6 separate regions of the Mus musculus genome follow, and regions 2, 3, 4, 5 and 6 are each linked to region 1. A link is a contact called in public HiCAR-type and promoter capture Hi-C data. All regions are on one chromosome and are shown on one strand. The core of a region is the stretch at or near the end of the contact, and the rest is flanking DNA. Distances in the headings are between cores, read along the strand shown.

Region 1 (4,373 bases), core at 36-2,535:
ATATGGCAAAGTAACAATTACTGGGAAGCTGGTTGACAAGGTAACCAGTCACTGGGACATTGGTTCAACACCCACCCAACCTAATACTCCTCCCTGTCTCCATGGTATTTTAAGTAAAGCCAAGAGGGAAGGTGAAAACCAATCTTACGCCTAACAGCATGAAAACCATGTCTCAAATACCTTAGTGTCATCTATATTCCACATAGTCTCCATTTCTATCTGCAACTGGTCTGAAGTCTGGTTTAGAAGCTTCCCAGGTGACTGTCATGGGCAGCCAAGGTTGAGAACTACTGATTTTCTTTTCTCATACAAGAAGACACAGAAGAAAGCCTGGTGCTACAAAAAGCTAAGGTAAGCCACAGTCCAAAGTTTCCAAGTCACTATTATACTGTGCCCAAGTGCAGCTTCTACTCATTCCAAGAAACATGCTCCCAGAAGATGCTGGGATGGCTGGTCGATGATTACACTGAGCAACAAGGCCATGCTACCTGGACTATTAGCCTTACAATTATGGCTATATACAGTATCCAAGAAATACGAGAAGTGAGAACATGAAGTTGCTTGTCCAGCAGTGCTAAAAAAAAAAACATTAGAACATTATGTTCCTGGTCCCAGCTTTGGATATATCAAAGCAAGTGGATGAAAAGGAGGTTTCGTTTTGTTTTGTTTTGAAGTTTACTTCTATATTTTATAGCACAAAACTAGCTAAGTATTCAACAAATTCAATGAATGAATGAATGAATGGGAAGAATATACAAACACAGCTGATCACATTTTAAAGTCCTCTGGGAGCTATATTCACCTCTATAGATGCAGAAAGCCATACAATTAATGATCAAATTTGCTGTTCCATCCATTTTGCTTTGTTATTCTACGGAAATTCCCTCAACGTTATTGTCCCTTTAAATCTCAGTCTTCCTGAACAGTGGTGTTTAACAATTCTAATGGAAAGAGAAGGAATACCTAAGAGAAAAATTGTGTTAAGTCCCAAAATCCAAAACAAAAATACGTATTGGTATAAGATGGCCAAACAGTTCGGTCCAACTGAGGGAAGAGCTGGGTTATCCGAACGAAGTATCACACGCTCTTACCTACGATGGTGGCGGGAGGTGGGTTCGGGCTGTAATGCTTTGTTACTGTCCGGGGTCACTGGTGGACTAGTATAGTACCTGAACGGGAAAACTCAGACTAAAAAGGCGGCAGACCAAGCTTCAGCAGCTTTGGCTTACTTCCCGTTTCCCAGCGTCCCCTCGCACGTTAGAGAATGCAACCAGCGCCCAAACACAAGATGGCATTATCGACTTCATTCGGTTGGAAGCCACTGCCAGCACCTACGATGGCGCCCGAAGCCCTGGCTAAGGTAATGGGATAGCCGGAAAGAACTGCCCAAACGAAAAATGGCTTCTGTCGATGATATCAACGCTTTATGGAGACCAAAATAAAAATGGCGGCCAAAGCGGATTTTTTTTTTTTTTTTAAGAGGTTGGAAAAGCCACAAATACAATTGGCAGATAATGTATCACTGTACGTCAACGATATGTACTGATGGACAACAACAACAAAAGCCGTGTTTTTCGTATCACAAAACTATAGGGCAAGAGTAGAAAATATTTTTAATGAGGAAGATTAAAAGATACGTTGAAAAATAAAGGTGCCTTTCACGGTGCCAGAGAAAAGCGAAATAAAATATGTTTAAACATAATTTCATAATGCTTCGGGTGGTTCAAAAGAATAAAAGACTTATCTCTGAAGAAAAAAAAAAGAAAGGCAAAGCCAAGGAAATTAACCAACCGGATCCGGCACTGAATTGAAGACTCCCGACTTCTGCCAACCCCGCTCCTAGACTGGGCGGAAGTTTCCTGCATGGCGACAGGCTCTGTCTGCGCATGTTCGCTCTCTGACGTCACTCGGACCGGCAGGGCGGAGCCAGTTTCTACAGCTTAGGGCGTCCTGAGAGAGGTGGGAATTGACAACTGAGTGACAGGGCAAGGCGCCTTGTGATTGGTCAGAACAGAGGAAACGCCACCTAGGACTGGTAACAGCTTCATTCGTTCTACAAATACCTTTCGAGAGAGCAGAGAGCCGCACGCTCTGCCACCTTCTTGGTGCTGTGATGTGATGTGATGTGACCTTTCAATTTTGGTAGCGCGCACAGACAGAATACACGTCTGCCCGTAAGATTTCCGGTGACGGCCGCAGCTTTCCTTTGCGGGAGCTTCACGCAAACCCCGGAAGAGGGGCGGGGGAAGGAGGGGTGGTGCGCGTGAGCATAGAGTTGCGCATGCGCCTTCTTGCCGCGCAGGGCAAAGGTGGTGGCGCTCCGCTGCGTGGTTGGTTGCTGTGCAAGCGCGATTTCTGGTTTCTGGTGGTGAAGGTGGCCTGACCTAGAGGTGCAGCTGCTGGTGGGCAGGTGAGAGGGGCCAGGCCGCTGGTGGAGAAGCCAGCCTGCGGCCTCACCGCGTCCCCGCACGGAAAGGTCGCGAGTGGTTGGGACAAGGGTATTTGGGGGCGGGGATACAGAGGCACCTGGCTACCGGATTGGCCCAAGGACAGCTTTCAAAGTAGCTTCAGAGCGGGGCGGTGGTGGTGCACGCCTTTAATCCCAGCACTTGGGAGGCAGAGGCAGGCGGATTTCTGAGTTGGAGGCCAGCCTGGTCTACACAGTGAGTTCCAGGACAGTCAGAGCTACACAGAGAAACCCTGTCTCGGAAAACAAACAAACTAAACAAAACAACAACAATAAAAACAAAGTAGCTTCAGGATGTGACTATCTGATGATGGATCAGTGTGGGTGAGGAGGAGTGACCAATATCAGGTAGAGTTTGAATAGAGCTTCCTCAAACTCACATGCACAAGAATTGTAACTGAAATGACAGACCCATAATGCCACAGGAACTGGAAATACCTTTAAAATGCACGTTATTTACAGTTGCTGGCATCTTGAGAAAGCAATAAGTTGACACGTTGGGGGAAATGAACAGCCTAAACTACTCAAGGCAAGCAAAAAGACAGTTGTCATTCTGGAGTTTTACTCTCGGGTTGTTAGCCAGTTTCTGAGATTTACATATCTCTCATCATTTCTTGCTTTTTCCCCTTATTCTCTGAACATGACCCAGGCACCTCAGTGGACACAGAGTCTGGTTAGTGTCTGTTGATATCAAACATGCACAACCTGCCATGGAGAGATTACCCCAAATAAGCAACTATGTATAGTTTGGATGTGAGGTGGTCTGGAGGTTTTTCGTTATTGTTATTTACTGGTTTCTAATTAATTTTCTGAAGATAACTAATTTGTAATAGAAGTTAAAGTTGATTGTCATGTTTGCTCAAAATTTCTGGTATTGCCTAACACCTCTGTATATGTAGATTAGGTATCCAGAAGTTCACACATCTGATCACTTGCCAACTCTTTATTAACTGTCCTCAGACAAACATAAGTGCCATCCATTCTGTCTTTGCAGCTTTTCTGTGCTGTAAAAGTTTTCTTATTTCCTTCATTGCTTACCTGGCTTCCACACTTTCACACACACACACACACACACACAAAACCACAAAACCTGTTTCTTGAGAATCTGAAATTTTATTTTATTATTTAATTTAATTTTTTTGTTTCTTTGTTTTTTAGAGAGAGGGTTTCTCTGTGTAGCTCTGGCTGTCCTGGAACTCACTCTGTAGACCAGGCTGGCCTCAAACTCAGAAATCTGCCTGCCTCTGCCTCCCAAGTGCTGGGATTAAAGGCGTGCGCCACCACGCCCAGCTGAATATTTTATTTTCATTTTCTTGTCTAGCATAATGAATTGGAGGCCAGCACAGGTTACATGTGACCCTGCCTCATGGAATCTCAACAACATTTTTTTTTTTAAGGCAAAGGAAAAACACATCCTCCCTTTTCCGGTGATCAAAGCACAGTACCAGTCCTTACCTATCTATCACTGAGTACCAGTCCTTACCTATCTATCACTGAGTCCAGGCTGCGGCAGGAGCGTGTATTGCACAGCAGGTTCTTGATGTGGAACTCATTAGTACTCTTGCCAGTGACTTAGCTGAGACAGTACAGGTGTAAAGAGGATTGAGGGGAGATTTGAAGTCCAGGCGATAGGAATCTACAGTTCATCCCTTTAAGTTATTGCTTTATGACTCAGCCATATTGACCTGGTTTACTCGATTTTCTGAAAACTCGTTGGGAAAAACTAAATCTGGATGGCCTTTGTATGCTGTAATAACAGATTAAACTGTAACCCTGTTAGGAGTATAAAGGTTTTCAGTGACAATCGAGGTCACTAAAACAGTCGCCTGTAAACTCAGCTTTAGGACTTCCTGAGAATCGTATTAAATGTTCCTCGACACTACCCTGGAGTTTGGCTTCTGTGGTT
Region 2 (4,438 bases), core at 273-2,772, 3.5 Mb before region 1:
AAAGGATACTTTAACTGCGCTACTCGACCATATTCATACTTCCCTGCAGTTGATTTGAATACTCCCTCCTCGATACTTTTTTTTCATAAAGCAGGCACTACTTAGAGAATTGTTTCTAATTCTCACTTTTAAGTCCATTGTTTGGTCAAAAGGTTCACAAAGGACAGAGACTTGCAACAAAAATGTTTAACAAGCTATCAGCAAGAAAATCAACTTTCAACTGAGTTACCCCCTTTAGCCCCGTTCCGTAAGAAGACAGTCCTGAGGAAATGGTACACCCTTGCTCCATCTTTTATATGCAAATTTGGTGCAAGTTGGTAGTAGCAATGCAAATAGTTTTTCTGAAATTGGGGTCGGAGGTTGAGGTAAGAAAACAGGTTAAAAGAGAAGAAAGAAAAAGATGAAGAAAAATATGCCAGAGAATCAAGCATTACATCACAATATGACCTATGAAACTGAGATGAGACAGACAGGAGGAGAAAAAGAACTTATCGCACAGTTCTATTTCTTAAAGGAATCCGTGCCGCTGTCAATCTAACGGATTTGGATAAGCCTCGATGTGCACAAAACTCAGGGATGGAAGGGTTCATTCACAGAGTGCTCGCTGTCTTACTCCGTGCGACTTCACACTATGAATGAGGATGCAACAGAGAACCACATTGCCGAGGAAAGCCCATTCAGACTTCTCCGAGGGCACTTATTCTCTCCGACAAGATGCTCCTTTTGGGTTCCAAATTTCAAAAGTCACACTGCAGCTGAGCATAGCGGGGACCCCAGCCACTTTGGGATGTCAGGAGGACAGAGGCTGGGACCGGAGGAAGGCAGGTGCGGGTGCAGATGCTCCCCAGGCTCAGCAACTGCAGCCAGAGCGACACCGGCCGGCCGGCACCGGTCCGCGGGACACCCGGCGGGAGGTACAAAGTGCCAGCTGGGGTCCTGACCAACTTGTACCCTAGCCCGGGGGCGCGCGCCTGCCGGGAGGCGAGCACGCGGGGTAGGAGGTGACCCGGCGCCCGGAGGGGTGTGCGCCCACAAGTGCGCGAGCCGCAGGTGCCCGGGCGGCGCGTGGCCGGTGGCGTGCGCGCGCGTGGACGCGGCCGCGGGCAGGAGCGGCACCGGCCGAGAGAGAGAGGGCGCGAGGAGGCTGCGGGCGGAGGGCGTCGCGCCGCCCCGCCGGGCCCCCGCCCCCACCCACCCGCCGCCCGTCCCCGGGGTCGCGGGGCCGGTTACCTTTCTCCTCTCTCCACACCTTTTTCTTCTTGTTGCTGGGGTACATGCTGCCGTGGGGGTGGCTGGCTTTAAGCTGCAAGTTCCCCAGGCTCACGGGCAAACAGGGTGTGTGGAGTGTGGGGGGTGGATGGAGGGGACACTCGGGAGGGAAAAGTGCAAAGGCTCTGCGTCCCGCGCCGCTAGCCGCTGGCCCGTCGCCGCCCTCCTCCCTCGACCCGCCCGCTCTGCCAGGCGGCCGCCGCCACAGCAGCACCTCAGAGCCTGTCAACTAGGTCACGCCTCGCGCTAACCTAACACCCGCGCAGGCCCCGCCTCCCGGCAGCCAGGCAGCGCCGCCGCCCATTGGCTGCTCCGCCCGCCGCTCTCCCGGCTCTAGCCAAGGCGCGCCCCTACTTCAGCCTCAGGGCGCAGGCGCAGGCGCAGGCTTGGGCTCGACGCCGAGGACGTTGGGGAGCTGGAAGGGGCGGGGCCAGAGCTCGAGGAGCGGGGAGGCTGCTTCACGACGGAGGCGGGGCGTGCAGCCACCGCCTGCGGGGAGCGGGAGGAGCAGGGCCTGAGGGCGTGGCCTGCCAGCAGGTGTGCCTGATGACCCAGACCCCGCTGACAATGATGAGAGTCTAGGGGACTGTAGAATGAAGAAGAGGTCACCCGTCCTAGAAGTTGTAACCGCCTCGTCTGAACAGGTTTTACCTGACGCTTTCCTCTCGGTGGACAAATAGAACCAAAAGAAAAGATCCAGACCGTGTGCAACCCGCTGCTCAATCGTGGGTTAGAGATTTAGTTAGAATTCTGTGAAGTTTCAAAAGCTTCACAGTACACAGGGCCAACTCGAGAGTTTTAAGATCTGGTGACCAAAATGTATGAGAACCAAGTCCCACATCAAAGTAAATCCAACTAGTGCCTGGTTGTCTTTTATTCCTGATTGACTTCAAAACAACTTCTCATCCAAAGATCTAGCTCCATCCTAGGTAGTTCTCTCATGATTCAGGAAATCCAATTGCCAGAGAATCTACCTCAAGAGCAGTGACCTAGAACATAGAACTTTTGCACCCTCTTCTTTGCACCCCAAACTTATCTCTCCACGAAGCTGGCTTAGTGGATTTGGGAAACTCACATCTATTCATCAATTTAGGATCAATATAGTTATATGCATTGGCAAATAACTTTAGGGAACACGGTTTGTTCGTTTGTTTGTTTTTTAGAGTGGGTCTTTTGTAGCTCAGGCTTGCCACAATTTAGGGATTCTCGTGCCTCAACCTTAAACTGCCTTCCACCAAAGAGAAGTAAAACGCATTAAAATAATAATAATAATAATAATAATAATGACAATGACAATGACAAAGAAAAGGGAAAAGAGAGACCAAGCTGAGAATTGTAAAGAATGGAAGAATGTTTGAGTAATGAGACTTAAAAATGAATTCACAACATCATAAAACAGTAATATTTATTTTGACATTTTTCTTTGGGATTTTTCTTTAAATGCTATCAAATACATAAAACATTATTTTTGTTGGGAGAAAAAAGCTTCAAGAAGGAAGCCTTTGAAATCACACTGATAATGAAATAAGAAGGGCTTTGACTCATGTAGAATCCAGATAAAATGGCAATGGGGTAGACTTTGGGAGGAAAGATGACGAAGTTCTCATGGATGGTCAAGGCAGTGTTAACATTAACCAAGAGGTGTGGTTTGACACATGGAGGATGTCCCTCAAAGGACCAAGCATCCAAAGCTTTCTTCCTGAATGTGCCACAATTCCAAGGTGGTGAGACCTTTAAGAAGTAGGTCCTAGGGATGTCACTGAGGCCTGTTTCCAAAGAGAATTATGAGAGTCTTGTTTGTGCTTCTCTGCTTTCTAGCTTGACATGTAACATTCCATCCATGATGTGGCACCATCACCAGAGACTCATACTAATGGGGCCACCTAGTCTTGGACTTGAGCCTCCAGGACCATATGGCAAAATGGGGGTACCTTTATTTCCTAAGTAGCCTGCCTTGGGTATTTCATGATGTCATTATGAGCCAGATCAGCATCTAAAGATCATATTTCATTCAGGAAAAATTTGACTTATTTAAAAGTCCTCAACGTTAGGTGTCTGCCAGAGAGTGCTTCCTACCAGGTAGCTCTTCCTCAGGGAGGCTGCACACCAGCCTAGGGTCCTTCCACCATGTCCTTCCACCATGCTGCACTGTTAACATCTCATGTCAGCTCAAAGGCTTTTATTGTGTTGAGCCAATGATATTTACGAAGTAATGGTTTAAGTACTTAGTGGTAATTATTATAATAATAAAAAGTATCATTCCAAAAAGGTTAAACTGTCTCTCAAACATTCCGGAAATGTTCAGCTCTCAAAACAGTTCATGATTCTTCCCCTCCATTTGATCTCCTTGGAGTGCTCCTGTCTGGATACCTTTGTTGCACGCTCAGGTAAGCAGTGTGAAAAGCCAAGCGCCACCCAGGTCCTTCTCGTGCCTTCGTGTTCATATCGAATCTGCTCAATTTTACCTTGTGGATTAGTCTGCAATGCTCTAGTTTCCAACAGAAATGCTGTCTGGATCACCCTGAGCCACTAGAGAAACTTCCTCACCAGCCTCGCTGTTCACTTCTGACCTCTACCCAGTCTCTTCACCACCACATCTCTCACTGTCTTGTCAGAGAAGACCATGCCATCCCATTGGTGGAAATTAAGGACTTTTATTGCTCTTTGCTAAGGACTGAATTGTGTTCCACCCACCTCAATATTTCTGGGTTTGTAGTCCTTCGATGCAATGCAGTTATATCTGGAAAGAATATTGTTAAGAGGCAGGGTCATAGTCTGATAGGACATAACCTTTTTAATGGGAGAGAGAGCTGGCCTTCCCTCCCTTGCCTATCCTTTCTCTGCCATATAAAAATACAGAGAAAGCAGGTGTCTTCAAGCCAACAGGAGGATCTTCATCAGAACTCTACCACCCTGATATCCTAATCTCAGGCCCTCAGCCTCCAAAAGAGTGGGTAACTCTTTCTGTTACTTAAGCCCTCTATTCTGTGGTATTTTATTTTGGCCACACTAAGTTTACTAGTACAGTCATGAAGAATGGAGTGACCATCTTCCACCATTCCAGCCCTATACCATTTTCTACCCACATCGCACCCCCAATCTGTAGTCTAGATATACCCTCATTTATGAATTTTCATTTGTTTGAGCATACCTTGTCCTCACCACATGG
Region 3 (4,268 bases), core at 1,758-4,257, 3.2 Mb before region 1:
TCTTTCTTTCTTTCTTTCTCTCTCTCTCTCTCTCTCTCTCTCTCTCTCTCTCTCTCTCTCTCCCTCCCTCCCTCCCTCCCCTCTTTCTTTCTTTCTTTCTTTCTTTCTTTCTTTCTTTCTTTCTCTCTCTCTCTCTCTCTCTCTCTCTCTCTCTCTCCCTCCCTCCCTCCCTCCCTCCCCCTCTCTCTCTCTTTCTTTCTTTCTTTCTTTCTTTCTTTCTTTCTTTCTTTCTTTCTTTCTTTCTTTCTTTCTTGACAGGGTTTCTCTGTGCTAGGATTAAAGGTGTGTGCCACCACTGCCCAGCCACACAACAATTTTTTTTCTTTTCTTTTTCTTTTTTTTTTGGTTTTTCGAGACAGGGTTTCTCTGTGCTAGGATTAAAGGTGTGTGCCACCACTGCCCAGCCACACAACAATTTTTTTCTTTTCTTTTCTTTTTTTTTTGGTTTTTCGAGACAGGGTTTCTCTGTATAGCCCTGGCTGTCCTGGAACTCACTTTGTAGAGTAGGCTGGTCTTGAACTCAGAAATCCGCCTGTCTCTGCCTCCCATGTGCTGGGATTAAAGGCATGCGCCACCACCGCCTGGCACACACAACAATTTTTAATCCTCATTTTACAAATGTGGAAATTAAATAGTAGGAAGATAAAGCAAATCGTTCAATGTTTTAGTTAAGTGGTAGAACACAGATATATAAACACTGATTCTTCTGTTTCTAGAATCCTTGCTGTTAACTTCTACTTTATGGCTACCATTCACTAACTAAACCATTAAGAATTTTTTTTTTTTTTTTTTCCTTCTGGGCTGGAGTGATGGCTCAGCAATTAAGAGCACTGACTGCTCTTCCAGAGGTCCTGAGTTCAATTCCCAGCAACCACTTGGTGGCTCACAACCATCTGTAATGGGATCTGATGCCCTCTTCTAGTATGTCTGAAGACAGCAACAGTGTATTCATATACATTAAATGAAAAAAAATCTGGCCGGGCGTGGTGGCGCATGCCTTTAATCCCAGCACTTGGGAGGCAGAGGCAGGCGGATTTCTTAGTTCGAGGCCAGCCTGGTCTGCAGAGTGAGTTCCAGGACAGCCAGGGCTACACAGAGAAACCCTGTCTCGAAAAACAAAAACAAAACAAAAAACAAAATCTGAAAAAAAGTTCTAAAGAATTTTTTTCCTTACTGTTCTCTACATTCCCTTTCAAATCTTATGTGCTGCTTACACAGATAAATTTCATAACTGTCTCTTAATTTTTACCCATAAAAGAAAATTATTAAGAAGATATCTTAAACAATATAAGAATTATTAATTATGTGTTTGGGATTACCAGCAGATGAATTTTTTTTTCAATTCACATATTTTAATCTAGGGATGACAGGATAAAAATCACTAAACTCCTCATCCTCAAACTGCCTTCTTGCACTTCGTTCTTGATCATCTAAAAGCCCCGTTATTGGTTGCTCTCCTCTTCTGGGGCGTCGGGCTTATCACCCTTCCTGCTCCACCGCTAAGATTAAACCAAGAAATTCCACAATCCAGTAATGCTTTAGGTGCGTTACATTTACCCAAAGGGCTTGTTAAAAGACCAGCCTTTAGGGAGGCAGAGAGATAAGCGGATATGAGTTTGAGGCCAGCCTGGTCTACAAAGTGAGTTCCAGGACCACTAGGGCTATACAGAGAAACACTGTCTCGGAAAAAACAAAACAAAACAAAACAACAAACATTCATTTAGGTGGATTCTAAGAATTTGCATTTTTAAGTAAGAGTTTAGGTAATTCTAAACTGCTGGTCTGAGACCTCACATAGGATACATGTGAAAATACATGCTGAAACATCTCATCTAAAAATCCAAAACCTCAGCTGCTCCCACACTGTGCACAAAACTATTTAAAAATGCGTTACAAAATTACCTTTAGTCTCTGTGTATAAGGTCTGCATGAAATACAGCTGAGTATTTTTGCAACTGGAGTCTCATCCACTGCTTTGGTTTGGGACCAGGGACAAGGGACTGAGGCGCATATTTTACATACCAAAGCACACCTGAACTTCAGTTTCACTCAGCATCCCTCAGTCCCTTCTTGGCGAACCCTGCCCCAACCCTGAACTTTCCAGTCCAGCGGCCGAGCTGCCCTTCCCCCAGAGGCTCTTCCCTCTATAATCAAGATATTTTGGTCTCCCTTGTTTTCCTTCTCTTCTCTCACCTCCAATGCTCCCCTGGCCTCAATCCTTGGGGCCAGTGAACTCCCCTGAAAGCAACTTCCCAATATTCTGCCTTTAATATAATCTTAATTGGTTTGAATTGGCTCATTTCACCGTTGGAGAAATAACCTATCACCCAGGACGTTTTATTATGTATAAGCAAGTATTTCAAAATTTGAAGAAAAGAAAATTCCCAAATACTTCTCAAGTATCTCAGACGACTGATACCTAACCTGCAGTGTTCTATTCCTTCTAATCTCTGCTCCCCACAAACAGGCTGTCAAACCATTCTTGATACTAGTTACAAGGATTGCTACTGGCTCTTGGTCTTTGATCTTGGACAGTTAAAGACTAACTACCTTTTCTGACTCCCACTTAAACAAAACCTAGGTTGAATCCTGCTTTTCCATAGGGGTCAAGGCTACATGGATGAGGGAAGGGTTCTTCTGCAACGCCCTCATCAATGATGGCTACTATTTTCATAACGTGCAACCCGCTCGTCAGTCAACTTCGTGGGTAACAGGTAGACACATCCTCAAAGCTAATTACCGAGCACAATGAAAGCAAGGTGGGCAACGGCGATTGTATAGCTATGACAACAAACAAACCCCCAATAGGCCAATAAATACATATTTTAAAAAACCCTCAGATATCAGAAGCCAGAAATAACCGCGGAGTGTCTCAGCTCAAACGCTTAAAGAGAGAGACGCTATAGCCTAGGCGATTAGGACTCAGGCTCGCGGGGCGTCTGCTTCCGGCCACGTGTGCACGTCGACCAATGGAAAGGCTTTACGCCACTCCCGCTTCCTCACCCTGGCAACGGGCGAACGACTACTTCCTGTGTGTGAGTGCTCTGCGCTGACGCGGGTGAGTGTCCCTCGTTCTGACGCTGTCCGCGTCGCCGCTGCCTAGCCTCGGTCTCCGTATGGTCCGGCAGGCCCGCGTGGCGTCCTCACGCCACCGCTCGGGACGGCTCTCACGGCGCCACCTGTCCGGCCCGGCGCAGGGCCCCACGGATTCCCCGGCCCGGAGTTGTGGTCACGCGTGGGGGCCGCCAGTTCCCTTGGCTGCGGAGTTCTCGGAGCTCTTCGCGCGCTGTGCAGTCCCAGGCTACAGGGAACTCACGTGTCCCAGGTCCACAGCGGGCCCGGGATGTGTCACAGACAGATGTCGCGGTGGGGTCAGAGCTTCCCTGAGTCTGTTAGAGCCCGGGTTAGCGTCCCGAGGGACATGTAGCATCCAGTCAGTGTAGAGGTGGCTAGGACTGAGTCAGTGAAGATGCTGGAGAGGCGGGCGAGTAGCTGTAAACTGGAGGTGTTTTGAAGTAGAAGGCATAGGGATTCCTCCGAGTTCAACTTAATTATACCGAGGAGAGGAAGGGAAGGTTTATTGGGGGCCATTGAACCAAGACCTTTCTTTGAATAACAAGCTAAGGGAGTTTATCTTACGCACTCAGGCGTTTGGTTATTAGAAGCAGTGGCCGTGGTTATTAGAAAATGCTTGGGAATTGCAGAACAAGAGATTAACATAGTTGCCGCCACTAAGGATTTTGTGCTTTATAATTTCTTAGGTGTTGTAGATGTCACCGACAAGTGTATGTGTATAATATGGTTAAAACTAGAAATTGCAGTTTTGTATATGTTGCATTCATTGCACGGATAGATTGGTTTTGCCTTTTTTTGGGGGAGGGGAGAGGGTTATTTTAGTTTATGTGTGTGACTGCTTGCATCATAATGTCTGCACCGCGAGCATGGGCATATCCGTGCAGGCCAGTAGAGGGCATCTGGGGGAATCAAGGATGGATGTAAGCCAGCGAGTGGTGCTAGGAACTTACTCAGGTCCGCTAGAAGCAAGTGCTCTTTATTGCCGAGCTGTCTTTCCAACCCTGGTTATTTTATTTTTTTTCTTATTGAGGTGTAATCAACACAGTACCAAAATCCTCTTAAATTGTAAGCTTCTCTCTCCCCCTCTCTCATTTTAAGGATTCAAAAGTTGTATGTATGTCGTTGCTGTCTAGTTCCAGACCAATTTTTATCACCTTCCCCAGATATCTTGTGCCCAGTACAGTTACTTACCC
Region 4 (4,180 bases), core at 948-3,447, 3.3 Mb before region 1:
TAAGTTTAATAAATCTTAAAATTTCACATGTAGTTAAATTTTTAATTCCATATTTTGAGCAATCTATCTAAATTTGGGCTACATGAAGTAGATCAGTCATTCAGGCTTGAAGAAAGCTACAAGTTTTACATTCATAATTTAAAAAAAGAAAAATAAAAGTTACCAATGAAGAAAACAGCATTTAAATACCTAATAAAAAAAAAAAGAAAAGAAAACAGCATTTGCTTTCCCGGACAAGAAAAAGAATAAGCAGGAGTGGCTGTGTATGCTTATAATCTCAACATTTAGAGGCAGAGGCAGGAGGAGTGCCTCCTGGGCTACATAGTGAGACCCTATCTCAAAAATCTAAAAAGAAAGATGTTTACAGTGAGTTAAATCTCTAATCCTGCCAATACATTTCTCATACTCAACTACTCCACGTAGCAAACTCACATCACTTAATTTCCAGTCTTCATTCAACATCAGATTTTGTTCTTAACCAGGACTGGAGAAGCAGGTCTATAGTCTCAGATACTTAAGAACCTAAGAAAGGTGGGCTGTCCAAGCCTAGTTCAAGGTATAGCTTAGGAGTTAGAGCAAGTTGTCTGTTTTGGGAAAAAGACAGAGAGACAGACTGGGAGAGGGGAGCATGGGAGAAAGGAGCAGGGAGAAGGAGAGACTGCATCTCACTGAAATAGCATCTCCTACCTGGCTATGTCATAAACACGGTCTGCAATCCGACTTCCAACCTGGAAAATTTCAAGAGTCAATGGGTTAAATACACCAAGCAGGCTTAACAGAAAAGTAACTTTTTTTCCTAAGATTCAACATATGTTTCAAAACAGAAGTGTTTCCTTCTATCCCATTTGCTATTGTCCCACAGCAACTTCCTTTACAAATACTTTATTTTTTTATTATGGAAATAATAAAATACCCTGAAAACAAACGGAAGCAAATTACTTTAGAAGCAAATTTAATGAAATCAAAATTAACGATCTCCTTGGTGTGGCAGTTTATGTCTATAGTCCTTCGATTCAGGAGTAAGCAGGATTACCACAAGTCTGAGGCCAGTCTGGAATACACGGTGACTATGAGTTCCAAACCAGGATATATTAAAAAGACCCTTGTCTCGGAAACTCAAACCCAACATCAACATCGGGAGGCTGAGGCAGGTGGATTTCTATGAATTCGAGGTCAGGCTGGTATATATTACATAATAAATTAAGACAGCCAATGCTTGCAAATTAGTAAACACCAAGTCTGGAAAAGTATAGACGACCATCTCCTAAACACAACATAAAAGAAATCGTATGGTAAGTACCACCCTTCCCCGGACTGGCGTCATCCGGGATGCAGTCAACTATCCACACCTTGTACTCAGTCTCTTACAAGCTTTTCTTGAACAGAATGGAAGGACTTATTGAAGGCCTCTACACGTCCTTTTGGCCTTAGGAGTTTTGCACTTTTCCTTTTCCTAGGAGACTCGTCCCATCTCTCATCTCGGCTCAACTAATCTCTCACTTTTCGCCATAACAGCCATTCTTGACCACCGCAGTCACCAATACCGCTATCTCACTTTTTCTTCACCTTCCTTTTGCTGCAATTACATTCCCTGTCTATGTGTCTCCTACTCACTCCTAAATGATCTTGCTTTTCCCTGGAACTCAAGCAGTGTTTGCAAAGCGAATGAATGATTGCCCCGCATGCTATCGGAGCCTCTCGTGCTTCCCGGAAAATCAGAAAGGCTCTAGAGAGTGAAGCTTCTCAAGGTCACACAGTCGGGTGGGTGGGTCCGCCCTACCCGGCTCCACGCCTCCCTCCGTCGCAGCCCCACAGTCTCACCTCCTCCTTCAGGTAGTCAAATTTCATGGGGTCGGGCTGCCGGGCGGCCCAATTCTTCTGCTTCCTCTTCAATTCCCTGTCGAAGATGTTTAGGGCTCTGGGCGAGGTGCTGCCCGAAGGAGGGACACCAGAAGCGACCTCCCTGCGACTGCCGCTCGATGCAGAGACCGCTGGCCGGCCAAGCAGTGGGCAGAGGCGCAAAAGAACGACCTTTCGCAGCATCTTCAGCCCGGGCGCCACAGCAGGGCATGGTTTCTATTAGGCGCATGCGCCAACGGGACTACGACTAGCGCAGTTCCAAGGCGGAAGGTTGAAGTAGTTTGGCCCAGCTCGCGTGCCGTTAAGACGGAGCGTCTCGCGGAGGATTGTGGGAGTGCGCTCCATGTGAACTCAGACTGGGATCTGAGAAGAGTGGTGGGAAACTGTGCGGTCGCCCGTCGGGCTCTCCTTGGGATTTGTGAGTAGCCCCTATAGTCCGGTCCCTTTCTGGCCTCATTGTTCTCTTCAGAGCTGCTTCTCGAGAGAGACAGAGAACGCAGCCGAGTAACTTGCCCCGAAAGTTTGTGAGGTGGGAAGATGGTTCGGGACGAGCTGACCTGGAGCTCCCAGGCCAGAGGGTGGGTGGACTTGAGGGAGACCGGGAAGCGTTTCAAGTGCTGTCCAGTTGCTTTCGCTCCTCTGAACATCCCATGTTCGCCGTGGGCTTCCATTTCCAACATTCACACGCACTGCAGTTGGTTGAGGTGGTAGCTGTGTCGTACAGCTGTTCCAGGTGTTGTAGTATCTCTCTCTCTCTCTCTCTCTCTATTAGAATGTAAAGGGTTCTGAAGTAAAGCAACACTGTAATTCCAGTATTGAGGCCGAGAGACAGAAGTGATTGCAGTTCAAGGCTAGGCTAGCCTGTTGTGATGGCGTACAGTCTGTCGCAGGAGTGAGGGGCGTAAATACTGTCTTGTTTGGTCAGTCAGCTTTTATTCATACAGAAACTTCTGACTTTTTTGCAAAGTTGAAATCTGGAGAAATCCAACCACCAGGGACGCTTTACAAAGGAACATTAGGCATACAAACTTCTGTGAGCGTTTTTGTGTGTTTATAGCCTATCTAGGCCTTAGTCACTTTGAGAATAAAATGTTATAAAAAAGCGACATTTGGGACTGGATAGATTGCTCAGTGGTTAAGTGCACTGGCTGCTGGTCTTCAGTGGACCTAGGTTAAATTTCCAGCATCCACTTGATGGCTGACTATTGTCCAGTCAGTAAAACCAGTTCCAGGGGCTCAGAAGACCTCTTCAGGCGTCCATGGGCAGGAGGCACAGAAGTGATATGCAGACACACATGAATACTTAACACCCATACACATGGAAAAATTTATTAAGAAGAACGTGACAATTGTTAACTGTAGTTTGAGACTAATTTGGGTCTTGATAGAAACTAGGATTTATAGAAATAACACTAAGGTAAATCTGATTTGATTTTTTTTTAAATGCCCCTCATTAGTTAAGAGACAGCTTTGTAAAACCAAAAGCTTATGCAATTATGAAGTAAACATTAACAAAGAGAATGAAACAAGACTATGAAAACCCAATTAGACCAGCTGAGATTTCAGAATCTTTTGTTTTTGTCTTCCTGTGTCTGTTGCATCTGTAGATGATTACATCAGCCCACATACCCATGCACGTGTGTGCTCATATGTTTGGAAGGGTGCTTGTATATGGAGCCAGAGGTGATGGCTAGTGTCTTCCTCAATTGCTCTCCACTTTTTTTTTTTTTTTTAAGCAGAACCTCTCATTGGAACCTGAAGCTCCTCAAGTAAGCTAAGTTGGATGATTAGGGAGTGAGTCCTCTTGTCTCTGGGATTACAGGCATTCAGGGTTTGTTTGTTTGTTTGTTTGTTTGTTTTATGTGTGTGTGTTCTGGAGTATCAAATCCATGTTGTATTTGTATTACAAGCGCTTCGCTGATTCAGCCTTCTCCCCAGCATCTGTCTTTGGTTTCTTGAAACAATCTCACTAGGTAACCCAGACTGACCACCAATTCCCTATGAAACTATCTAAGATCTGGCCTCATAATAAGCATGATTCTGCCTTCAGAATCTTGGTTTTACGTGTGTGGCTCTATGCACCAAGAATAATCTTTTAATTGATGGCAAGTACAAGCTAGAACTATAAAAATTCTGAGGGCAGTCAGCTACTAAACATTGCCCTCCTCAAAACCCTAGGTTTATAAAACCTTGGTTTACAAGTTTATTTCAAGTGATCTGTAAGGGAAGGATTATATTTTGCTATGCCTTTATTTTTTATGTTTGACCCAGAATAGTTTGGGTAGGTGAAATTAAATTTAAGTTGTCTTAATGTTGTGTA
Region 5 (4,073 bases), core at 1,254-3,753, 4.6 Mb after region 1:
AAAAGAAATTAAGGAATTTTTCAGTATCCACATGTTCAAGGATTGGGAATTGAATAAAATTGATAATCATACAATGAAGACTGGTTTACTGTCCCTTAGCTTGCATTCAGCTGTTGGTTCTTGTTTTTGGAAGTGGTTATGTGTTATCTTCCTCTCTTCATGCATTCTTTGCAAGAGAAGTATGTACAATCTGAATAGGAACAACTTTCTCCTTTGTTTTGATTGCTTGGGGTGTGGCTCTACAGGATGGGCAAGCTAGACTTTTTTCTTCTTTAGTCAAGGTTTTCATCAACCCTTCCAAAATGATAACTATTTGTTTTGCTTTGTGGTATAATACCGTGATCTAATAGTGTGAGTTTCTGATGTCTACAGTGAGCCTGTTTTCTCCTCTAGGTAACCATAGAGATGAATGAGCCTGTTCACCTAACGTTTGCTCTGAGGTACCTGAACTTTTTCACAAAAGCCACTCCACTGTCTCCTACAGTAACACTCAGTATGTCTGCAGATGTGCCCCTTGGTAAGATGATAAGTTTGAACATTGTTTTGTAATGTGGTATTTATAGTATTCGGTGGTTTAATTTTTCCTGTCTTTCAGTTGTAGAGTATAAAATTGCTGACATGGGACACTTAAAGTATTATTTGGCTCCCAAGATTGAAGATGAGGAAGCATCTTAGGCATTGCTAGAAATTGAGAAAACTAAACCTTTGAAGATTGCTCCTGAGATGCCAGCGTGTCCTGAGGTCTTTTCTGTCACCAAGTTTGTACCTGAGTATTCTTAAATATTAAAATAAAATATGTAGATATCTTCTGTAAATAACCTACTTTCTTTTCTCTCCATTCTCCATAATTTGCTTAAAGAATAAGCTCCAAAGTAAAAACTAGTTTTGTTAACATGAATGTTTCTGCTTTACAAATACTGGTGATTTTCATCAATGATCTTGACGCTAAATGCAGTTTTAAGAAATATTGTTCAATTTAAATAAAGTTAACAATTTGAAAAGTCATAGAGCAGTGCCGCCTTTGTACCATGGCTACTGAATAGTTATACCCTGTTAGGTAAATGGGCTTTTGTTCTCTCTTCCATCGTGGAGATAGCAATAAAAAAATGTTTCTCTTGAGTTTATGTAATTACGTTGTGCAAAGTTTTCTGGTAGCCTTGTTTGGGATGTAGCTCTTTTAAAATACAACTTTAATGGCAGTGCAGGGGGTGGGGTGGATAAATCTCTCCCTAGGCCAACCAGGACTACATACAGTCCATCTTGAGTGAAGCAAAGGCCCAAACTTCGTGGCTACTTGATCCAAGAAGGGTTAAAAAGGCCCTGTGGTTTTGATCATGATATGCTACATAAAACTAAAGAATATTTGAGTATATTTATTGTGTATGTGTGAGGCTCATGTGGGGGTCAGGACAATTTTATAGGAATTGGTATACCCCAGCACCCTGGCTTCCAGGGGTTGAATGAAGTTCTTCAAGCTTGGTGACAAATTATCCTACCTCCCCTCTCAGTTTTTATGTGTGTGTGTCTTTTGCAGGTATGAGTGAGCATGCGTGTGTTAACCTGGTTTGGTGTGGGGAACCATTTTCAGTTCTTGCTATATTTCAGCAGGATCTCAAACCATGGCTAGTATAGAGCCTGTTTGCTCTGTTCCGGGAGGCCACATTTGAAGGCCTTTAAATACTAAGCTCTATCTGTGGACCCCAAGATATTTTTCCTTTGTATTTCATGTTTGACAGTATGTAGACAATACAGCTTTGTTCTGGGAGGTTGTTGGTTAGAGCTCATGCCTAGTAGCTACAACTGTTCAATACTTTGAGCCAATTAAGTGCAGAAGGAAGTAGCCTGCAAATACTGCTCTCAGAGAACTCTGGAGTGGTGGGAATGCTTTATCAAGACGTCACTTTCATGAGGATGAATGTTAGAACTCAGCTGTGTCTGGTAGGTAGGACACTTACCTGGGTAGTGTTTAATAATCAGGTAGTAATAACAAGATTTTGGGGCTGTGAGAACGCTAATTAGTGAGTGGTGACCAGTGTCAGCATAGGGGTGTTTAGGACAGGGCAAGATTCCTGGTGGGTATCCCTTGTCCACCCCTCTGGATACCCAGGACTCTGCTGTGCACCGATGTGGCCATGGGGTCAGGACTGGAACCTCAACAGTTTTGCTGTGAACTCGATCCTGGTGGGTGAGACCCTAAGTACGCGCCCGCCCACCCTATGGAGGTAGCAGGTCCTGGTCACCAGGGCAAAAGCAAGCCGCTACCCGGTTGAGCATGGTGGCATTCGCCATTTGTCCCAGGCAAACCTTATGTTCGAGGCCAGCCTAATCAGCATCCTGAGTTCCAGGACAGCCTGCGCTACGTAAAGAAACGCTACCAAACATAAAACAAGACAGCAATGAAGCCCTCCAGCCATGTGCCCTGGAAGCAAGATTCGATGACACGATTTCCTGGTGACAGCACTTCCGGTGCGCCTCTATCCGCCACGTCACTTCCGCTGGGCTGTCCTTAAGACCGCCCCTTCCGCTTGGCTGTTGAGCGAGCCTTGCGAGCGCGCCTAACGGAGAACGGGGAGCGCAGCGCGGGTAGGGGGCGGGCGCGCGCTCCCGGAAGCCAGCCGCGAGACCTGGCCCTGCCACCGAGGCTGCTTCCCGGAGACAGTTAGTTCACGTTGGCGGCGGCGGAGGGCGACGAGAGGTTGTCCACAGCGCCACGCTTAGGTCCTTGTGGGCCCGGGAGGGTGGGCAGAAATCGTGGTGGGGCCGGTAAAAAGTGTAGCAGAAACTTGGGCTGATAGTTTTTTAAGTTGTCATTTACTATGTGATAACGCCACTCTAGAATCCCTTGCTAAGAAAAACAAATCTTCCCATTTCGTTGTCGTGCTGCAACGTTTTTGTTTTGGTGCGAGTTTATAAGTGGAAAGTACATAACTTTATAACTTGTAATACAAATCAGGCATGGTTTAATGCTTCGAAAATCCTGCTTATTGGTAGCTTCAACTTTTAGATATGAGGAATTAAACATGTTATGGGATGGCAACATCAAAAACCTAGTACCTAAGGTTTAGAAATGTAAATGGATTCCCGTTGCTCCTTTTTAGTACTTCTGAACTAGGATGTAATTAACCAAAACGCAGAAACACTTGACACCAGTTTTTTGCATGCTAGTTACTTAAGGTCGACTGTAATACCAGTGTCTGGCAGCTCATTAAGATCGAAAAAATATCACATGCCATTGTGGAGATTATGTGCAAAACATCACACCAGTGAAGGCCACTTAGTTTTCTTCTTAAAGATGGACTTTTTGCGTTTAGAATTCAAATGCCATTGCAAATAAAATAGTCTGTTTTGTTTACATAATTGTATGACTTTATAAAGAATCCACACATTTCATTTATGGTAGGGGAGAGTGTCTGGTCTTCCTATGTTGCCCAGACTGGCCTCCAACTTCGTATATCCACACCTTTCTTCCCAAGTAGTTGGGATTAGAGTAACCTACTGAAGTACTGAGCTTAAATTTCAAACTTTTAAGATTTAAACGTCATTGCTTTTAAATTTTACCTACTCTCAAATAATTCAGTAGTTATGATTTTTATTATGTCTGTCTGCTTTGAATAGTTTGAGTAAAACGGATTTTTAGATCCGTTTTTTCAGGAGCTACATGATGTGGAATGTAAACTCACTTGTTTCATGCTTGGGATGGGAGCAGAGAGGCAGGTGGCCGTGGATGTCTAGTGTGGTATGGATAGCCAGGGCGTTTCCCACATGGATAAGAATTTGTACATAGAACCGTACCACACCTAGAAGTAGACACGATGCTGATGTGTGTGTCATTCCTTATCCTCCTCCTCCTCCTTTCATGGCAGACAAAAAAGTTATGTGAATTTATGCTCCTGAGGAAAGTTAAGGGGTAGGCAGTACTGTAAGGGAGGGGTTGAAAATGTGAACATTGGACTTTAGAAAATTAGGCCAGAAACATCGGTAGCAGATTGAACAGAGCCTGATTCTTGGTGAAGTGCCTTTGGTGTCTTTCTGTGAAGTCAACCTAGATCCATAAAGGAAGCATGCTTAGTGTG
Region 6 (4,464 bases), core at 924-3,423, 4.1 Mb after region 1:
TAAGCATGTTTAACTGCTGAGCCATCTCTCCAGCCCCTTGTTCCATGGCATCCCTGCGACTGCACAGGATAGTATAGTTCTAGCCTCCAGGAACATCTGATCTATCCTCAATTACTAGGGACAATCAGCTTCATTCGTCTAAGTTCTCATCACACAGTAGGACGTCTTTCAAAGTGATACAGCACAGCTTTGGAAGGGTGCGATGCAATGAATATGTCACCGTTGTCCTGCCTCTCCCTTTGAGCTCCCACTTCTGATAACCTTGGCATTTCTTGGTTGGTTCTCCCTCAGTCACAGGAATCAGACTGCTGTGTTGAGTCTACCATATACATATCCAATTCCTTGTATGAAATCTTTTGAAACATTCACCAGTTCCTGTTTTCCTGATACATCATATAGCAATAATGCTCAAACAAATGCTTGGAAGAGAGAAAGGCGGCATAGAGCAGGAAGACCAGTGCACAACGGTAACATGAATTGTAGTATCCAAAGATGAATATATAACTTATGGTTCTTAAACTCCACCTTCAGAGAAGTAAAGCTTCCAGCCCTTATACGGGATAAACTGATCCAATGTTGACTGTTGAAGTAACGGTTGTGAGGCTTGTGCTGAAAACGTAGAATACGATGTTAGTAAAAACCAAAGCACTGGCTAGTTTTCCCTCCAACTAGTTTCTCCTTTTACAGGAGTCTATTAATAGACTCCAAATTAGATATTTCAATAAGAATTATAAATATTAACCTTCAGACCTGAAGTCTGAGTTAAACTATCCTGCTATCTACTAGGCATTATTATTAATAGGCATTATCATTATTTCCATTCCTTGTATTTTTTTTTTCTTTTTACATTATGTTGCCTGTGCACACTAGTAGGCCCACACATGCCATAGTGCATATGTGGAGGTCAGAGGGCAGCTTATGGAGTCAGTTTTCTCCTTCCACCATGTAGGTTCCAGGGACCTGAGGGTCCTCACTTGGCAGCAGTCCCCCTTACCTACTCTGGCATCTACCGGCCCTTGAATTGTCTCTTTCCCGAGAGAAAACATATCGATCCCTGCGTGCACGTACCAGAAGCGTGCTTTCCTGAAGCTTCATTCAGGTCAACTCTGTTTTCTCTTTCTCTCCACCTTCCTGAGAAGTTCCCACCACCTCTTCCTCTTTTCCAGCTTTGGAATCTTCCTCGTCCAAAACCTCTGCCTCTATAAGCACCACTCATGTCTTCCACAAGTCAAGAGCACTCCTAAAAAATGTATTAACATAGTAAGGGGGGGATTAATGTACTGTGTTTAAGACCAGCACTTAGGCTTGCAAAGTTCCATGCTGCAGTATAAACCTTATGTGTTGTATAGTTAATTCTTTTAATCTCCATCATGATTAAGGTACACCATAGACATTTATTCAATACCAGTTTTCAACAAACCACCAAGAGAGAAATCAAGGAGTTAACTTGAACCGGTTTTCTGTGTGGAACTAATATTGGGCAGTATTGGCTGAAAATAATCCTCACCAGTACGATACTAGGGAAATAACATAGCCCAATCTTCGCTGTATTACTTTCTGTGGCAGGCTGTCCTAAAACTGTTCCAAAAGAAAGTAACTCCACTTAAAAATTCCTATCCCACAGATACAAACTATTGATAGATTCATACGCTGTGCTGTAATTCATTAGGAGAACCTGTTCTAACCCTAAGAGGTTTTAATAAATAAAAGATTCGCAAGTATGCAAACTAATAATAATCAAGGTTGCTTGTGATAGCCCTGTGATAAAAGCTCAAGTCTTCAGGATCCTCAGGATGAGACATTCCATCGCAACACTACGTTCCACATCGATCCAACAGGATAACATACTGAGAACGGTGGCGATTCCAACATCTACATAGGGAAGCAGCCTGAGAAAAGTCGTACGCAATCCCTGACTCCCCGTCTTCCTCGCGTCCTGCTTTCAGGAGCCCCGGAGCCTGCGACAGAGCCGTAAGCCGTATACACTCTCACGCAGGGCTCCGCGGACACTCCGTCTCCGGAGCCGCCCGGTGCCCGCGTCACTGCGCGCCAGAACGCCAGACGCAGGGCGGGGAAGGCCGAGCACAAGCCCAGAAGGCAAACTCGGACCTCGCTTGAAGTTCTTTTTTGGCGCGTCTATGACGCGCTTCTGCTTAAGGAAGCCACGCGACTAGGGGGCGGGATGAAGTGTAGCCAATCAAAGAGTTCAGAGAGACGGAAGTCGCCAGGCTTCCGGAAGCCGTCCCGAGGTCCGGACCGGAAAGCGGAAGCGGCGTGCAGCACGTGGGGGCGGTGCCGGCGGAGACGCAGGTCCCTCCTGGTCGTGCCGGGCTCCTAGCGGCTGGAGCAAAAACGGAGGTTGAAATTTACCTGGCTTCCATGGAGGCATCAGCTGCGGAGCAGCCGAGCTCACCGCCCCCGCCTCTCGGGGACCACTGCATCCATGACGGTGACTTCGTGGTGCTGAAGCGAGAAGATGTGTTCAAAGCAGTGCAAGTCCAGCGGAGAAAGTGAGTCTGGTTGCTGGCCTTGGGCAGCGCGCACCACCACCCGGATAATCACTCCCTCCTGTGCCCCATTCTTGGCTCTTTGAATCCCGCTCCCCAGCCCTTATTGCTACCACTCAGGTCTTCCTATCACTGAGGCCTTCCCACCGGGATCCTGCCGCATCCTTGGCTTACGGGTACAGTACTCGCCTCTACCTTTCATTCCCCAACTTTCTATTCTACCTTCTGCGCCAAATTCTCTTCCCAAGAATTCCATTCTTGATACTCCCACTCAGGAGGGTGCTTTCCCGAGGATTCTTGGGGGGCGGGGGAAGAGCCTCACTAGTCTTACAGAATTTATCCAACCTTTCACATTCGTATCTCTTATGTCTGACTCTCTTCCCAGCTCCCCACTTTCTTCATAAATCCAACTTCCTCAGTAAGAGAAAAGGGAGATAAGAAAGATCTCTTACACATAGTATGGCTTGCAGGTAGGCAGTCTTATTCTCTGGATCCCAGTGGGAAAAATCTGTCTACTGTAAGAAAAGAGAACTTACTACAAGGTACATGGCCAGCTTAAGCCCAGTATACATACTGGTGCTTGCTGATGGCCCGCTGAAGCAAACACTTTCCTGCCTCCCAAGTGGTGGGATTACAGGTTTGCTTCACCACACTCAGCTTGCTTCATGTTCTGATACAACCATTTGAATGTCCTTTTTATAATGTGTTTTGTTAGATGATCCTTTTTGTTACCAAGGAGACATACTGTATCTTTAGTTCTAAAAGGTACTCTTTTTGTTAATTAGTTTGTTTGATGGGCTACACAGAGAAATCCAGTCTCAAAAAAAAAAAAAAAAACCAACAAAAAAACGACCTAGTATTGTTTTAAGGTGTGTGTGTGTGTGTGTGTGTGTGTGTGTGTGTTTTTGTGGGCTTGAGTATGTGAATTCCTGTGCGCTCAGTGGCCAAATGCTTTGTATTTCCTGGAGTTGGCGTTACAGCCAATTGGGAACCACACAACTTGGGTGCTGGGAACCAAAGTCAGATCCTGTGGAAGAGCAGTAAGTGCTCTCGAGTGCTGGGTCATTTCTCCAGCTCCCTAAAGAGTCAGCTGTAAGCTCTTTTTACTATCCCTGTTCTTAGGAAGCCACGATCCTAATTTTTTGTTTTATTTAGAAAATGACCCACTGAACCCAGCTGCATCCCAAGCCGGACTCCCTATCACCAAAGAGATCATGGCTCTCTGCCACTCTTAATCGTTCCCAGGAAACAGGCAGCTTCATTATTTATCAGATCGCCTCCCACACTTTCCGGCCTGTCAGTTTGGATGCTTGCCCCCCAGGCCCCCACCACACACACCTTTGCACATAAGATAGGCTGGCAGAGGCGTAAAGTGTTTCATTAACACCAACATGATTCAAGGATGAGGATAAGAGGTACAAAATAGATGTTAGTTACTGGAAATCCAGCAAAGAGTAAGAATTAGGAGTCAGGAGCACCTCCAGAGGACATGTAGTTCAAGTGGCATTTGATGAATGAGGGGAGATGACTCAAAGGGTAGAGCTCTTAACCACATAAGCATGAGGTGCTATGGTACATATCTGTAATCCCAGCGTTCTTACAGCAGGATGGAGGCACACACAGGAGACTCTATAGAAGTTTGAGACTGCTTGCCTGACATATATAACAGTGAACAAGAGAGATCTTGCCGGGCTGGAGAGATGGCTCGGTGGTTAAGAGCATTGATTGCTCTTCCGAAGGTCCTGAGTTCAAGTCCCAGCAACCACATGGTGGCTCACAACCATCCGTAATGAGATCTGACACCCTCTACTGGTGTGTCTGAAGACAGCTACAGTGTACTTAGATATAATAACAAATCTTTGGACAAGAGCGAGCAGGGCTGGAGTGAGCGGGATTGCAGCAAGCAAAGGTCCTAAATTCAATTCCCAGCAACCACATGATGGTTCACAGCTATCTG

Evidence for each region. Promoter capture Hi-C pulls out the DNA fragments that hold promoters and counts their contacts. HiCAR-type assays count read pairs that join an accessible place to other places.
Region 2: a HiCAR-type map of astrocytes shows a contact between it and region 1, with 4 times the contacts expected there. The contact joins the promoter of Macrod2 here to the promoter of Slx4ip in region 1. A contact is called at or near these places in 1 of 39 promoter capture datasets (liver), 1 of 484 Hi-C or Micro-C datasets (CD4 T cells) and 1 of 115 datasets of contacts at active chromatin or transcription factors (astrocytes).
Region 3: a promoter capture Hi-C map of pre-B cells shows a contact between it and region 1. The contact joins the promoter of Tasp1 here to the promoter of Slx4ip in region 1. A contact is called at or near these places in 2 of 39 promoter capture datasets (liver and pre-B cells).
Region 4: a promoter capture Hi-C map of pre-B cells shows a contact between it and region 1, with 2.7 times the contacts expected there. The contact joins the promoter of Esf1 here to the promoter of Slx4ip in region 1. A contact is called at or near these places in 2 of 39 promoter capture datasets (liver and pre-B cells) and 3 of 484 Hi-C or Micro-C datasets (CD4 T cells, the G1E-ER4 cell line and pre-B cells).
Region 5: a contact with region 1 is called in a promoter capture Hi-C map of pre-B cells, with 6 times the contacts expected there. The contact joins the promoter of Tmem230 here to the promoter of Slx4ip in region 1. A contact is called at or near these places in 1 of 39 promoter capture datasets (pre-B cells) and 1 of 484 Hi-C or Micro-C datasets (regulatory T cells).
Region 6: a promoter capture Hi-C map of pre-B cells shows a contact between it and region 1, with 3 times the contacts expected there. The contact joins the promoter of Mcm8 here to the promoter of Slx4ip in region 1. A contact is called at or near these places in 1 of 39 promoter capture datasets (pre-B cells) and 1 of 484 Hi-C or Micro-C datasets (pre-B cells).

What each region holds. Positions count from the first base shown.
Region 1 is chr2:136,889,080-136,893,452 of GRCm38.p6, reverse strand. It overlaps Slx4ip (SLX4 interacting protein), which reads right to left and starts at 1,285. Exons shown (of 8, transcript NM_028834.3): 1 at 1,092-1,285. Mkks (McKusick-Kaufman syndrome) reads left to right here and starts at 2,047. Exons shown (of 6, transcript NM_021527.2): 1 at 2,047-2,410.
Region 2 is chr2:140,392,514-140,396,951 of GRCm38.p6, reverse strand. Macrod2 (mono-ADP ribosylhydrolase 2) reads right to left here and starts at 1,522. Exons shown (of 19, transcript NM_001013802.3): 1 at 1,231-1,522. The coding sequence starts at 1,276.
Region 3 is chr2:140,065,544-140,069,811 of GRCm38.p6, reverse strand. It overlaps Tasp1 (taspase, threonine aspartase 1), which reads left to right and starts at 3,007. Exons shown (of 14, transcript NM_001159640.2): 1 at 3,007-3,058.
Region 4 is chr2:140,168,575-140,172,754 of GRCm38.p6, reverse strand. It overlaps Esf1 (ESF1 nucleolar pre-rRNA processing protein homolog), which reads left to right and starts at 2,197. Exons shown (of 14, transcript NM_001081090.1): 1 at 2,197-2,278. Ndufaf5 (NADH:ubiquinone oxidoreductase complex assembly factor 5) reads right to left here and starts at 2,109. Exons shown (of 11, transcript NM_027093.4): 1 at 1,822-2,109; 2 at 688-728. The coding sequence starts at 2,043.
Region 5 is chr2:132,246,218-132,250,290 of GRCm38.p6, reverse strand. It overlaps Tmem230 (transmembrane protein 230), which reads left to right and starts at 2,503. Exons shown (of 4, transcript NM_027478.3): 1 at 2,503-2,718. It overlaps Pcna (proliferating cell nuclear antigen), which reads left to right. Exons shown (of 6, transcript NM_011045.2): 5 at 394-517; 6 at 596-1,005. The coding sequence ends at 675.
Region 6 is chr2:132,813,850-132,818,313 of GRCm38.p6, reverse strand. Mcm8 (minichromosome maintenance 8 homologous recombination repair factor) reads right to left here and starts at 2,173. Exons shown (of 19, transcript NM_001291054.1): 1 at 1,849-2,173; 2 at 1,069-1,240; 3 at 526-609. The coding sequence starts at 1,216. Trmt6 (tRNA methyltransferase 6) reads left to right here and starts at 2,260. Exons shown (of 11, transcript NM_175113.3): 1 at 2,260-2,510. The coding sequence starts at 2,380.